Regions from separate parts of the Mus musculus genome. Here all the other regions are linked to region 2. A link is a contact called in public HiChIP or PLAC-seq and promoter capture Hi-C data. All regions are on one chromosome and are shown on one strand. The core of a region is the stretch at or near the end of the contact, and the rest is flanking DNA. Distances in the headings are between cores, read along the strand shown. Region 1 overlaps Gm40998 (a long non-coding RNA gene). Region 2 holds the start of Irx1 (Iroquois homeobox 1). Region 3 overlaps Gm38580 (a long non-coding RNA gene).

Region 1 (2,700 bases), core at 69-2,568, 590 kb after region 2:
GCACCACACACTTGTTGCCTCTGCTCCTCTTTATCCCTAAGTACTCTTTAAACCTTTCAGTCTGTACTTCTGACCCCTCCCCAATCTAAAATGTTGAACTTTTGTGGAGAAACATCTAGCTTAATGTTCTAATTCCACTTGGCTTTACAAACTGAAACAAGGTGGACTTGTAGAAACATAATCAGAGTGTTTATGGAAATGTAGTGTTCCAGGCTGTGTGTGGATTTCGTAATGTATAGGAAAGGGTCAGTGTTTCACTCTTGCATCATTATTTTTTGTTAAAGACGTAAGGGCGTTACTATGGGATTTAGCAGTCATTGGAACAATTCAATGTTGGAATATCAATCCTTCCTTGCATTGTATCTGATCCTTGCTCCTCTGATATATTTTTTAGACACATATTTCATAAACTCATCAAAAGTTTATTTTGATAAATGTTTTTTTTAAGGCAGTGGCTCAGCAGAAATGCAATTATGAGAAATCTGAGCTTAGTACACAATTCAGGAAACTCTTGGCATTTCTTGCCCTGTCCTCAGAGCTGGGCTTCTTGGATTTTCTTGCCTGACCCTCTAAGAATTTCAAAATGAACTGGTCCGTGAGAAGGATACACCCAGCCCACTGCAGTGATAGAACACTCTCTTGCTTCTCTTATGTGTTCAGTGAATGAAAATATCTGTGTTCAACACTGTCATGGAAGTGATTGCTGTTGGTCATTTGGACATGGGGTGGTCAGAGTAGCTTTGCAAAGGGAATTCTAGGGCATTCTACATGGACCCTTCTGAAAGTTAGTGGCAAAGGGTCCTGTGAGCCTTCTGTGGTTCAAATCTAGACTTCTCATCTAAGTGTGAGAAGCAAATACTCACCCCTAATGCCAAGGTCCATACCTGATTCACTTCAGAAGAAAACAAGACCTCACTCATAGTCTCTGTGAATTATCTTTTCTATGTAAAATCAGTAACATTATAAACATTAGGTTCCTTAAGATGCTGGGATAGTTAGCTTATGAATGTTCAAGAGCTCGGTGCCACATAACACATTTAAAGTCCTGTCCATTTTATTTCCTGGTCTTCTGCTTTCTACCAAATTGTTAAACTCAAAGTTTATACAATCAGAGAAGTAGCAACACAGTTCCAATCAGAATGAAGTGAAGCTTTAATAGCTGCCATTCTCTCTCAACAGAGGGACTCAAATAGAATTATCCAGTCATCCTGTTTCTAGAATCTTTTCAGTGGCAGTCTGAGCCATTTCCCTGACATAGGCCTGAGTCAGCCACTGCTGGAGATCCAAGTCCCAGAGAAGGGGCTGTGCAGATCCCCAGGGCAGAATAAAGAGGACAGTCACCATGGAACAGGGCCAGCTGTTTCCATTCTCAGTGAAGCTGTATGAAACAATTGTTCAGCGAGTTTATGCAATAGGAAGTGTGGGAGTTGAAAAGCATAATATTTACTTGGATTAGATACCGCACATTTTCAATTCGCCCCCAGAAAAAATTACACTGGAACAGAGAAGAGCTGGAATGATTCCTTTAATAGATCCAACGGATAACAATTTTTTTTAAGCCAAAGAGTACAAAAAGGACATTCTTCTGCTTTATTTATTTTTAATTGAAGATGCTATATAAGCATTTGCCAAACTATTCAAGTGAGAGCCGTAATTAGGCACTGCAAGTGGAGAGAGAGAGGCAGTAAGTGCCAACAACCACGCATCTATTTATGGATATTACCCCACATAATGAAAGCAAAACAGTTGTAGCTATGTATTAAATTTAGAGTTTCATTCCCGATACTGTTCCCCATGTGTGAAACAGTTGGCAGGAAGTAGCAACATGAGGCCAAGTCCATGATGGTTGGACGGTTAAGAAACTAATGCAAATAATTAAGGATTAAATAAATAAAGGGACCGAATATGAACCAAAAAAAAAAAGAGTGCAGGCTACAAGGCTTTAGAGTACAAAGTGACACAGCTCTGTCCTGAATTATCTTTTTTTATTGCTTTCAAAAACATTAACCACACAATTGTCAGATAGCTGGTTTGCAGAACAAGGCAGATTTCCCATTTAATATGTACCATATAAAAATAGATGGATTTGGAAATAGTATGTTAAGCAGAGCCCTAGGATTAATGTGTTAAAAATAAATATCACTTTGCAATGTTAAATCCAGTTGTTAAGACTCACATCTCTTCACATAGTTGTGGGATGAATGCACACATCCTTAGAGTCCCAAGGGACAGTCTGTGTGTCCATTCAGATTTCTTGGTTTGATGTTGGTTATTGAATTAATGTTAGTACAGCCTGTAGATTAGTTCATTTATTCATAAGAAGCTCAAGACAAAAAGTTTTATCATCTCAGGAAAGCAAGCACATTGTATAGCAATAATGTATAACAAATTCGCTGCTTCTGTTTGCAGAGACAGACCTTCTACAAGTTAAGAGTACAATAGCCCTTTAGTGATCAGGGAATATGTGTGGGTGTTTACAAAAGTCACTTCAGAAAATTTTATTTTTGGTGGCACTAAATTCTTCATGGTGACACCTTGCCAAATCATTGAGACCACCCAAGGTATCCATCCTAAGTTCATACATAGTCCGGTATGAAGAGTTAGGAAGGAAGGAAGGAAGGAAGGAACTACACACAAATTAAATAACATGTCTGAGACATCAAAAGAGAGCTTTTCTCAAAGTGGACTACAGAGGTAAAC
Region 2 (2,700 bases), core at 131-2,630:
TGGTGTCCAGGGTCCCAATGGCCCTGGACAGCAGCATTCCAGTATGCATGTTGGGGCTCTCTGTCAAACCTGTCACTGTACCCCTTAATTCTCTGAGTCTGAAATTAGACCCTGAAGGTGAAGCTCCACCAGCACCGTGTGATGTGACACACTCAAGCCTCTGCCACATTATAGACAGCAGCAAGAAACGAGGCACTAGGAGTCTCTGGACATTTTGGTTCTGCACTTCCAATACCAATCTAGGGCACCATGAGCAGAAGCATCTTTCTCTGGTCAGCCGCACTGATTGAGAGAGGAGAGAGGAATGAGCATTTCAAGTCTGCCCTGAGAACAGAGCAGCCAGGCCCCTGGCTTTCAAATTGCCTGGTTCTTATTTTCCCAGCGTTTGAGATAGGAATTGGGCGGGGATGGGGGGGGGGGGTGTCGTGGGAGACTCAAAGACAGGGGACTGGCGGCTGTCCTGTCCTGTTGGACTGGCTAGTCGCAGCGCCACCTCAGGTACCTGAGCTCCACTCGTGTTGACTCTCCGCGTCTGCACACCTAGTGGACAAACGCAGGAGCCCAGGCCTTTCAGGCTTCTCCCAAACTGGAAGAGGGTGGTAGATGACTGTGGGCAAGATTTGCCAGTTCTTTTACCTTGCGAAGGTCCTTCCCCTCCTACAATTCTTTCCCCCACCCTCTAGGAGCTCTCCTCCGCTAGGCAGCGACCTCTCAGCTGGCTTGCCCATTTTAAAAGTTTTTATATTTGGAGAAGCTGACAGAGCGCGGCCGGCCACAACCCGATTCTCCAAGTGCAAGGGGGGGGGGGCAGCAATTTCCAGAGTATCTGTTGATACCAAGTGGGGCCAGAGAGACGACGCACCCTGTATCCGAGGTGTCAAGCCACGCGTAGATTTATCTGAACACTTCAGCCAAATATGTCCCATGGAGGTGCTGCAGAGCCAGCCACAGAGGAAAGGCTGTTCGCTATAGACTGTCCCCTGGCCCCAGGCCTCTTTCCCTGCCACCCCAGCTGTAGAAACGCAATCCCCGAGTTGCTTTTGTTAAAAGGGGATGGGGGAACAGATCTCCGTTGCAAAACCGGGTGTCAGACAGCTGTAAACCGGTGTCGACAGGTTGTCAAAAGCCGCGGGGGCTGGTTGGGAAGGAGCCTGCGGCCTCCGGACCCACACCAGCAGACGGGCCGTGCGCGCCCACCGGAGGAGGAGGTGGCCCGGCGGGCGCGGGGCACCACGTGCTCGCCGTGAGGGGCGGGAGCGGCCAGCGAGGGCGGGCTGGAGGCAGGGAGGGGGCGGGAGGGGAGCCAGGGGCGGGGCCTGTGCTCAAGGGGATGCCAATCAAAGCATCAACTTCAAATTGTGTCTGAGAGCCCCGCCGCCGAGCGGAGGGCGGCCGCCGCAGTCGGCGCGCGATCTCGGATACGGGCGCAGCCGGGAGCCGGGCGCCGCCAGCGAGCACTGGGCCGAGGAACAGCGAGCGGCCCCCGCCCCCGGGCCGGCCGGAGCGCGCCCGGCCCGCGGCCCGCAGCCCCCGAGTCGCGCCTCCTCGGATCGCCAGCCGGTCTTCTTGCCCGCGCAGTTAGTGTTGCCCTCCGCCACCACCGAGCCCGCGGACATGTCCTTCCCGCAGCTGGGCTACCCGCAATACCTAAGCGCCGCGGGCCCGGGCGCCTATGGTGGAGAGCGCCCTGGGGTGCTGGCTGCGGCCGCGGCTGCTGCGGCCGCCGCCTCGTCGGGCCGTCCCGGGACTGCGGAGCTGGGAGCGGGCGCGGGAGCGGCCGCGGTCACCTCGGTGCTAGGCATGTATGCCGCGGCGGGACCGTACGCGGGCGCACCCAACTACAGCGCCTTCTTGCCCTATGCCGCGGACCTCAGCCTCTTCTCGCAGATGGTGAGTGCTCCCGCCTCCCGCGCGTCCTCCTGGCCCGCACCCACGGGAGATCACCGCGCCTGGGGACATCGGGAGCGGCTGGCCCAACAGAGAAACAGAGGATCCGCAGGCAGTGTCTGGGAAAGGAACGAGAAGGGTCCTGCAGAGGGAATCCGGTGGCGGAGACCTCTTTCCCTGGGGACTCGGGAGTGCCCAGAGGCCCAGGCAGTGACCACTGTGGTCTTGGGAGGTTGGAGACCGGAGTCGAAAAGCGGGTTGCGCGCTAGTGGAGAGAAGCCTCCAGAGAAGGCCTGAGACCGCGGCAGGCTCTGGAGGTCCCGGGCAAAACCGCCAGGCTCCTCCAGTGCGACAGGGCAGGCCCGCCGGGCCCCCTCAGCCAGGGCCGCTTTACTAACACTGCCCTAACCTGGCGGCCGGCCTCGCCTGAGCGCCGCAAGAGCTTTCCCTTGGGCCCAGAAGACCTTCCTTCTCCCTCTTTGGCAGAGCAGAGATAGTTGCCCTAGACTTTGCCAAAAGGAACCGGTTAAACCTAGCGGAGTCGATCAAAAACATCCCAACAAACAATAGACATCAGCAGAGCAGAGAGGTCTCTTAATGGAGTGTGTAGGGACCATAGGAATCGGGGCTAAGAAATACTAAGTTGACATAAATTCTGGCTTCCGAAACGGTGTTTGCCTTTACTTTCGTAAGTTGCCAAACTTTTCATTTGAGCCGAAAGAAAAGCACTTTTCTTCCCGTGTTACATAAGGGAGAGTTAAAGGAACAGTGTCCCAGAGCTTAAAATAAATGGTGCTCTCCGATCTCCTGTCC
Region 3 (2,700 bases), core at 55-2,554, 590 kb before region 2:
ATTTCCTGTCCCTTTATTGCATTTTGGAATCATAAACAATGACTGTTTGGCTCAAAGCCATTTATTCAGCCCAAAAAGACATTATTTGCACAACAAAAATCAATAAAAATGTTACTGGGTCTGGCTGGATACTTTGCTTAACTGTGATATTCGTCTATCACTGATGGAATGCCATCTCTCGAAGGAGACTGGGGCCAAAACACAGCGATCGATCCAGTCAGCGGTGATGGATACTGGCATTTGGAGAGGGCTGCTGTAGAGAATCTCGATTAAAAAAAAACTTTTCTAGGTTTTGCCTGCAGCCCAGTGAAGATCACCCACACAAGAGCTTTGCTCTGTTCTTTTGGGTCGCTCCCTCTTGTGGCAGAGAAGCGCTCCAGACCCAAGTTATCAGGGAAAGAATTAAGTCAGTCTGTGTTTAGCCAAAGGCTTTGGCACCGTGTCCAGCCTGGTTGATTTAGACACAGTGTGTCCCATCCTTTTTATCACCCTGGTGTGAAAAGCCATGTCCACCTAGCCAGGGTAGTGAGGAGCTTCAGGAATGATATCTCTCTTTCCTTTTCTCCTCCAGTGCTACCTTAGTACCTACAACACAGGTTAAAACGTCTCCCAGAACAATTAGTTCTGTATTCCAACTTCTAGAAGGAACGCACAGGGAAGACTAAAGTCACACTCTCCAAAATGACAGGCGTGAGTGACTCAGGGAACATACCAAATAGGCTCGAGACAATTTAACGCACGGAGCTTGGGAAAAGATGATCTATTACCCTCCAGGCCCATAAATTTAAAATATGAAATTGTTTTTCATTTTTCACTGGCTATCTCCCGATCCACAGCATAAATCTGACCCGGAGAGCCCGCAGAAGGTGAGAGGGGGTCGCGCATACTTTTACTGTATTTTATTATTTCATTTCACTTCATCTATTCACGGATATATGCCATACCTTTTCCAAAAAGCCCATGCGGCAGATGGAGCTGTCTGAAGAGCCTGCACACCAGCGTGTTGCCCAGGGGGGTCTTTGGGCTTCAAGGCCAAGACTCTTGGGAAGTTTCACTGGGGCACTGAGCAAGTGGACCCTGGGCTGCCAATCCTTTCGATGGATCCCGAGTTCCACCAGAAAGTGTTACTCTTTAGGTTTTTCCAATACTGCTGGGCAAAGTCAGGGAGCTGGTGTCTCTGTGCACATCTTTGAGGCTGTGCCAAGCGGTTGGGTATTTGTTTATAACTCACAGAGCAGTCTCACAGCCTCCCACTGTTGACTGTTTTCTACATCTACAGTCTCACTGTCCTAGGCAAAGTGATCAGTGAAGATAATTCACTTGGTTGCCAGCACACACTGTGCTCTGGTATGGTCATGGATCCCAGCAATGTAGATCTGATAGTGCTGTCTCCTCCCACAAGCTCTCTGTAGCAGAGGTCCTAGCTGTGGATTTCACACGAGCTCTAAGTGATCACTTTTAGCAATTCTTGCCATGTAGCATTTTCTAAAGTTGAGTTATAGCTACATTTGTAAGACAGGAAAGTGTCATATCACAATAATGAAAAGCATCTGTTACAGAGATTAAATGCTTAATAAATCTCACAATGTTATGATTACAATTTCGTTGCTGCAAGGCTATGTATAGTATATACACCACACACACACAGACACACACACACATTTAAAGCATAATCATGTACAGAAACATATGTGTGCATGCACACACACTTGGGTCCTGAGACAGGAACCTCACATTGTCAATGCAAGTACCACAATGTATTCTTCAAACTATGTTTTCCATGTTGCTGTGTGCTAATCTGAGAACACTCTTCCAATCATCATTTGTGAGTCAGGATTGTGGGTGACCTTTTCTGAAACTCTCCCTGGAATGGGGGCACACCTGACAGCACCTGTCACAGCTCCCAAGAGTATCTGCTTACAATTCTGTCCTGGTTGTTTTCTTAGACCTATGTGCTCACCAATGATTAAAATTTAGTTCTCTCATATCTCACAACGCAGAGAGATTATGCAAGCTACTGCTCTGGGTGCATAGACAGATGCAGGATGGTGGACACCCTTGTGAAGGGTCACAGTCCCTTTAAACAAGTTCTAGTGAGTTGAAATCAGCCCTGCCACACAGATTGGCTTATCCCACTGTCTCTTTTCAAGCCTCCAATGGGTGTTATAATGGAAGTTTCTGTTTTTCAGTTGAACCTAGACCACAGGCTGTCTTTTATGAATATTTCACATTTTACTTTAAAAAACACATCATAGTCTAGAATCTGCCCTTTCTTCTCATTTGTCTTTTTCAATGACTTACAGAGTAGACCTCGACTCCATGGATAAATAAATAAAGGACTCCAGTCCTTTTGACTGGAGTGCGGAGATGCATGTTGGACTGGGAAGCCTCATGTGTTATGTGGAGGCAGGGCACATACGACCATAGATTGTTGGTGCTACATTTAATCAACTGAGAAAATGACCCAATTAAAGGGCCTTAAAAGGTGTTTGCTCTGTGGCTACTGCAGGGAAACGGTATCCAATTCAAATATAGTACTAAACCTAGTTAAGTTAATTGGAGTTAAATTGTCCTTTTGATGGCTAATATGGCCATCTGTGAATAGCAAATTACTGAAGTAATGAAATACCAGCAGGTTCGAGTTCTTCCTGGAAGAACCTAGAGCTTGGCTCTAGGATGAAGTCTGTTTTGTGAGTCAGT

What was found. Promoter capture Hi-C pulls out the DNA fragments that hold promoters and counts their contacts. HiChIP or PLAC-seq counts read pairs in DNA pulled down with a chosen protein or histone mark.
Region 1: a contact with region 2 is called in a promoter capture Hi-C map of the 3T3-L1 cell line, with 3 times the contacts expected there. The contact joins the enhancer-like site here to the promoter of Irx1 in region 2. A contact is called at or near these places in 3 of 39 promoter capture datasets (the 3T3-L1 cell line, neural stem cells and pre-B cells), 2 of 484 Hi-C or Micro-C datasets (embryonic fibroblasts and uterus) and 1 of 115 datasets of contacts at active chromatin or transcription factors (the NIH/3T3 cell line).
Region 3: a contact with region 2 is called in an H3K4me3 HiChIP or PLAC-seq map of the SCID.adh cell line, with 17 read pairs. The contact joins the enhancer-like site here to the promoter of Irx1 in region 2. A contact is called at or near these places in 4 of 39 promoter capture datasets (3T3-L1-derived adipocytes, cranial neural crest, liver and 1 more), 2 of 484 Hi-C or Micro-C datasets (adipose-derived mesenchymal stem cells and nephron progenitors), 7 of 115 datasets of contacts at active chromatin or transcription factors (the SCID.adh cell line, craniofacial prominence, embryonic forebrain and 4 more) and 2 of 9 other capture datasets (embryonic stem cells and pancreatic islet).

What each region holds. Positions count from the first base shown.
Region 1 is chr13:71,375,134-71,377,833 of GRCm38.p6, reverse strand. All of the region lies in intron 2 of Gm40998 (a long non-coding RNA gene), which reads left to right. Among named protein-coding and RNA genes, the nearest start is that of Gm40998, 18 kb to the left of the region's middle. Within about 2 kb of position 1,318, at least 78 of the 459 cell types and tissues checked have an H3K27ac peak or open chromatin away from gene starts, as enhancers often do. A contact at or near this core is called in the NIH/3T3 cell line and neural stem cells, where this site is marked.
Region 2 is chr13:71,962,403-71,965,102 of GRCm38.p6, reverse strand. It overlaps Irx1 (Iroquois homeobox 1), which reads left to right and starts at 1,380. Exons shown (of 4, transcript NM_010573.2): 1 at 1,380-1,890. The coding sequence starts at 1,615.
Region 3 is chr13:72,555,820-72,558,519 of GRCm38.p6, reverse strand. The region is part of intron 8 of Gm38580 (a long non-coding RNA gene); the gene reads left to right. Among named protein-coding and RNA genes, the nearest start is that of Gm41000, 20 kb to the right of the region's middle. Within about 2 kb of position 1,304, at least 2 of the 459 cell types and tissues checked have an H3K27ac peak or open chromatin away from gene starts, as enhancers often do. A contact at or near this core is called in the SCID.adh cell line, where this site is marked.